2 separate regions of the Mus musculus genome follow, and region 1 is linked to region 2. A link is a contact called in public Hi-C data. All regions are on one chromosome and are shown on one strand. The core of a region is the stretch at or near the end of the contact, and the rest is flanking DNA. Distances in the headings are between cores, read along the strand shown.

The links. Hi-C and Micro-C count contacts between places; a contact is called where the count stands out from the background.
Region 1: a Hi-C map of granulocyte-monocyte progenitors shows a contact between it and region 2, with 1.9 times the contacts expected there. The contact joins two enhancer-like sites. A contact is called at or near these places in 2 of 39 promoter capture datasets (the C10 cell line and neutrophils), 10 of 484 Hi-C or Micro-C datasets (the Ba/F3 cell line, the HPC-5 cell line, bone marrow-derived dendritic cells and 6 more), 1 of 115 datasets of contacts at active chromatin or transcription factors (CD8 T cells) and 1 of 9 other capture datasets (bone marrow-derived macrophages).

What each region holds. Positions count from the first base shown.
Region 1 is chr16:55,789,007-55,791,889 of GRCm38.p6, reverse strand. No RefSeq gene overlaps it. Among named protein-coding and RNA genes, the nearest start is that of Nfkbiz, 32 kb to the left of the region's middle. Within about 2 kb of position 1,344, at least 61 of the 459 cell types and tissues checked have an H3K27ac peak or open chromatin away from gene starts, as enhancers often do. A contact at or near this core is called in the Ba/F3 cell line and granulocyte-monocyte progenitors, where this site is marked.
Region 2 is chr16:55,696,969-55,699,750 of GRCm38.p6, reverse strand. No RefSeq gene overlaps it. Among named protein-coding and RNA genes, the nearest start is that of Gm23003, 100 kb to the right of the region's middle. Within about 2 kb of position 1,525, at least 54 of the 459 cell types and tissues checked have an H3K27ac peak or open chromatin away from gene starts, as enhancers often do. A contact at or near this core is called in the Ba/F3 cell line and granulocyte-monocyte progenitors, where this site is marked.

The DNA of each region.
Region 1 (2,883 bases), core at 95-2,594, 92 kb before region 2:
TATCTAATGTGCTATTAGAAATCTGTATGTGACTCATGTTAACCAGGTTTCCGGTCACCTCTGCAATAAAATAGACAGTCTGCAAAGGTGAGGACAAAACACTCACAGAAATCAACTTAGAAGGAGAAAAGATTGATTTTTGCCTCAGGCTCTCAGAGGATTCCAGCCTCGGCTGCTTGGGCTTGTCAGTGTAGGCCCCTGGCAAGGTGCAACACCACAGTGAGACAGAAAGTCATGGTGGGGGTGGAGGCAGGATGGAACAGAGCAAAGCTGCCGACCTCCTGGTGGCCGTGGAGCAAAGACACACTGGTGTCAACTCGACCTTCCCTCCCGAGTTTCTCCCACCGATCAATGGCTCACCATCATCAACCCTTATGACTCGTTTTCCAAAGGCCCCACCTCTCGTCATGGCTATTTAGGGACCAACCCATCAGGACAAACGCCCTTTAGAAACATTTCCTATCTAAACTGGAATGTGACTTTCAAGGGAAGTAGTTGAAGAAATAAGCCTTCCAGTCTATTCCTTATTGTTTGCTGAATTACTTTTCTTGGAGAGATGGGAACGGATGCTTGCTTACCCTGGATAAGGCTTTGGTGGCAGGCCAAAGTAATGATTCCACCCAAGTGTAACTTGGCCAATGAATGAGTTTATTGAACATGCTTACAGAAGTATGGATTAGTCGGTACTTATAGGAGCACAGGTCCTCTCCAAAGCTGCACTACTGGTATCCCAGCTTCATTCAACTTTCTGCCTCCTGCACCCCAGAACTTCCCTTAAGACTCTGTGCCTCTGGTGGCTACGAGAGAGGGAATATTGCTTGTGCTCTCAGGTGAGGTCCCTGTGACCCTCCCTCCGCTTCTCTTCCTAGGGAGTGTTCACAGCTTCACCACTCTTATCTTAGACTTAGATATTACTCTTGTGTTCTGATTTTTGCCTAGTCTCTAAGACCAAGCAGTCTTTAGGTTATCCCAACAACCTCTCTGTCCATGATGGCTGTGTAATGTCCAGAAAAAAAACCACCTTCCCTTAACAGCTGATAAAGAATTAATACAAGCCCAGTGACGTGACAACACGAACACTGATGGAAATGGAGAGAAATGTGGAGAAAGACTGGGAGGCGGTGGGTAGTGGTAGGTAGGATCTCAGATCCAAGTCCTCGGTTCTGCCGTTAGGGTAGGGACCTTTGTTTGATGGGGAGCTTCTCAGAAGATAAACACTAGGGAGGAGCATCGGCTTGTCTTCCTCTATCATCTTCCTTTTTGGTATGAAGGGTTGGTCTGAAAAAAGGCGGCTGTTTGTTCACTTCTCACAAACAGTGAGATCTGGAGGAGTCTAGTGAAGTCGATTGCACATGGCACGTCAGGTTGAGCAAGAAACCTTTCCTGTTCCTTATGGCCTCTGTTACATAATGCCCCAGGGAATGAATGGCCTTTATTTGCTCTAACTCAGGAAAAACTGAGGATTGACCACATCGTCAGATAGTTTGAGTTCATCGAACAGCCAGTCCAACATCAGAAAGAAGGAAAGACATGAACAAAAGCACACATAGAAAACAGAATTTGAGATCTGAGATCTGAAATGTTAGGAAATGAGTCTGGAGGGAGAGGCCAGGGTGTGTGTGTGTGTGTGTGTGTATGTGTGTATGTGTGTGTGTGTGTGTGTGTGTATGTGTGTGTGTGTGTATGTGTGTATGTGTGTGTATGTGTGTGCATGTGTGTGTGTATGTGTATGTGTGTATATGTGTGTGTGTGTGAGTGTGTGAGTGTGTGAGTGTGTGTGTGTGTGTGTGTGTTTTGAGATGCAGTCTCGTATAGCCCAAGCTTGCCTTCAACTTAGGTAGCTGAAGATGACTTTGAACCTCTAATCCTCCTACCTCTTCCTTTTCAGTGGAAGACTGTAGGTGTCCATGACTGTATCTGGCTTCACAGCAGCTACTGAAGGCTTCTTTTTGTTTAGGATGTTAGGATATGGAAGAGTAGGGTCTCCAGAAATAACTCAGTCAACTAAGACCCAGGATCGGGTTGCAATCTATGATGTCTTGAAGCTATGTATAGAGGTATTCTGTGGTCCATAGCAAGCATGGGAAGGGCTTGATTTCAATTTGTTGTTACCTTAGCAAGGACACATAGATCTGTTTTGAGTACTTCCCCTTAATAGTGCCCAGGTTTGAGAGCCCTTTACTTGCGATTCTGACACTAACCAAGACACCAGGCTTCCTAATTTTGCCATGTTACCATTCCTTTTACCTCCAGCCTGGGAACCCTTGCCTCTTCCCCGGGGTGGTAGGAGGGGGAGGAGAGAACAGAAAGTTCCCTTGGAGCATTAATCACCAAGGAGAGGCAACTGGCAATAAAACCCACAGGGAGCCTGGGCTAGGCTGGCTTTCTAAGTGTGGCTGAGACCCAGCAAATAACTCACTCTGATTATACCACCCAACCCTTGGGTGAAAATGAGTCAGTCCAGGGAGCATCCAGGTGGAACCCTGGAGCAGCTGAGTCCTTTACAGAGGGGGAGGAGGAGGGGAAGGGGGAGGAGGAGGGGAAGGGGGAGGGGGAGGAAGAGGGAGGAGGAGGAGGAGGAGGAGGAGGAGGAGGAGGAGGAGGAGAACCGCATTGCCACTATTAGGGAGCAAAGGATTCCCAGGGGTTCTGGGAGGGAGTTTCTGGGCTTTCTGTTCTTCTTCTTGACTAGATGATCCTGTTTTAGTTTCCTTTCTAATAAAATTATCTTCGCACTTCTATGCCTGTGCTGTGAACTTGATCAATTCTGAACTACATAGAAATCACTTGCCCATGAACTACGTACGTAGAAATGAGGAAGCAGAGTCAGATGCAGTTTATATTGACCACTCGGGATTGAAAGGTAGTTTAAAAAAAATCTGA
Region 2 (2,782 bases), core at 276-2,775:
TTCTCTTACAAAAACCATACAGCATGATTGACATTTTCTTTTTTAAGACTAAATGAACCATGAAACCCAACCTTTTCTTGCTTTGGTTAAATTGATCCAGAGATTACCATGGAATTTAAAACTCTATGTAATATGATAAGTTGGAGAAATTTTAATAACAGCACTTCTAGAGTTCTGTAGTCATTCATGTCTTGGTCAATAGTAATCTCGGCATAAGTTGCTAAATCTTATTCCCTATGGGACTCTGACAGAAACCATTAGCATGTTATGCCTCAATTAAGATTCTTAAAAATGGAGGTGCCTCGTGGCTGAGTCTTCCTTTGTGAGGTCTCAGCTGCCGACTCTTCTTGCTCCATGCCTGCTTTCATGCTGCCACACTCCCTGCCACCATGGTCATGGGCTCTATCCCTCTGAAACTAAAACGTCACTCACCATTGTTTAAGACTCAAAGATACAAAGACGCGAATCGAGAGGCAAAGAGTGCAATAGATAGAATGGCAGACTGCAATACATCATTAAGAAGCAGAAAGAGAAAAAGTCAATTTATAAAGATATCAACAACCCCTTCCTCTTCTAAGTGGAGGCATGTCTATGGGAACTCATTGGAGAGTGACAGGAATTCCAGTTCTGGGAATTTTAGAAATAGTTTGAGAGTGTATGCTGAAGACATTTTACTAAAGCTGTTCCAAGATTTTTGCTGGCTCAAAATCTCAAAGAATCACCCTGTGCCACCTGAAGAACCCAGTAAGACCCAGGTGGGTATTCCCTGGACTCTGTATTGCTCCCACACTACCCATTTCTCATTGATACTCATTATGCTAAGATGTTGCTGTCCAGAGTAGTCTGTGTTCTTGAGGAAGTGGTGGTGGTGAATAGGAGCGCTGCTCTGCTCTGTAGCTGCCACACTTTCCAGCTGTAGGTGACGCTACTCTTTGGACAGGGTCATTTGGTGCCACCTTCAATAAGCTCAACTATGAAGCAAATGGCTTGCTATGAATAGGCTCTGACTTCTATAGAGGAAATGATGAAACAACAGAGGAAGTTGATAGGAACAGAAAGAAAGTTGTCAGCAGTTTCATTTGAGAATAATATCATTGTGGTCTCAAGTTTCTGAAGTCAAAAACAGTCCAGGGAGAAAATCCCTTCGCCATTCTTCCTCTTTTACAGAAGGACAAAAGAAAAAAAAGCACTTGAGCATATGACTTCATCAGTTATGTGTTGGTTTAGAGGTTGGGCTCAGGAAACTCACTTATCATTTACTGTAGCTGTTTTCAAAAAAAAAAGTTCTAAACAGCATTGCTGACTCTAAAACCACTAGCATTTCTAGGCTAAACAATTCTGAGTGTTTCAGGGTGTCCCTCTGGTGGAAAATTGAAAACACTTGTGGCATTTTCTGTGGGGAAAGATGGTAAATAAATACGGAAATCATACAGGTTATTATTTTTTCCCTACAAGTAGAAGGAAACTTGTTTGCTATTCCTTCGTTAATGCAAAAGTGTTGCCAAGCTCCATGGTAAGATGAAGACCGTTTCCTTCACACCTCTGTGAGTGTGAGGAGATCTGGTAACAACAGGCCAAGAGATGTAGCTTCCCTCTTGTTGGTAGAAGACTTGCCTCTTGTGCACAAAATTCTAGATTTGATCCATTATAAACTGGGCATAATCTCAGCATTATTATTATTATTATTATTATTATTATTATTATTATTATTATTACTATTATTGGAGCAAGAGGTAGGAGGGATCATAGGATCCAACTTATCCTTTGTTACATCTAGAGGTTGAGGCTAGCATAGGATATTTGAGACCCTGTATCAGAGAACCAAACTGTTCAGTCAGCACAAAGCAAACAGTTGGAATTTCACTCTATGAGTAATGATGCTGAATGTCGGGAGGGAAGGGAAAGCATGGTTGGGATGTATTGTATAAGAGAAGAATCTATTTTCAACAGAAATAAAAAGATAAAAATGTATTTGGTAGTCATGTTTTTTTTTTTTGAAAAATATGTATGCGTGTCCATTTTAAGTAAGATACTATTACCTTTGTTTTTTGTTATTTAAGAAGCAGTGACATTTCTCCATTTGGTAGCAAAAGAGAAAATTGGAGGAGCTGAGAGCTTTAGAAGGACACACATGGTCCTGGGTTTATAGATGAATGAGTTTAAAACAAAGGTCGAGAAGTGGCTTCCAGGACCTGAGAATGTCCCTTGGCAAATAATCAACTAGGAAATAAGGGCCTGAGTCCTAAAGCCACATGAAACTGAGTTCTGCCATTGACAGAAAGAGGCTCAGAAGATCTCATGATCCAGAGGAGGTGACAGCTGGCACCCCCAGTATGAAGATACAGAGAGATTAAGAGTCAGAGGATGAGGCTGGAACAATGTCTCAGTGGGTAAGAGCCCTGCTGTGTAAGTATGAGGATATGAGTCCAGATGCCCACTATTTATATACAAGTGAGCCTGGTAGCACGGCACAGAGCCTGAGTGCTCACCAGCAGCCTAGCCAAAACACTGAACTTCAAGGTCAGTGAGGTCGCATCTCGGTGAATAAGGTAGAGAATGATAGAGTAAGCCAACATCCTCGTCTGGCCTCTGCATGAGCTTACATTGGCACACACATCTGTATTCGTACAATACAATCATGCATATACCACAAACATATAGAGCCCCAAATAGTACTATTATAATTAGCTATTCATAGGCAAAATAAAGAACTTTAGGTCATGTTTGGCACTAATGTCCTAGGTTGATTCAAAATGGACTATACACCTAAACATATGAACTG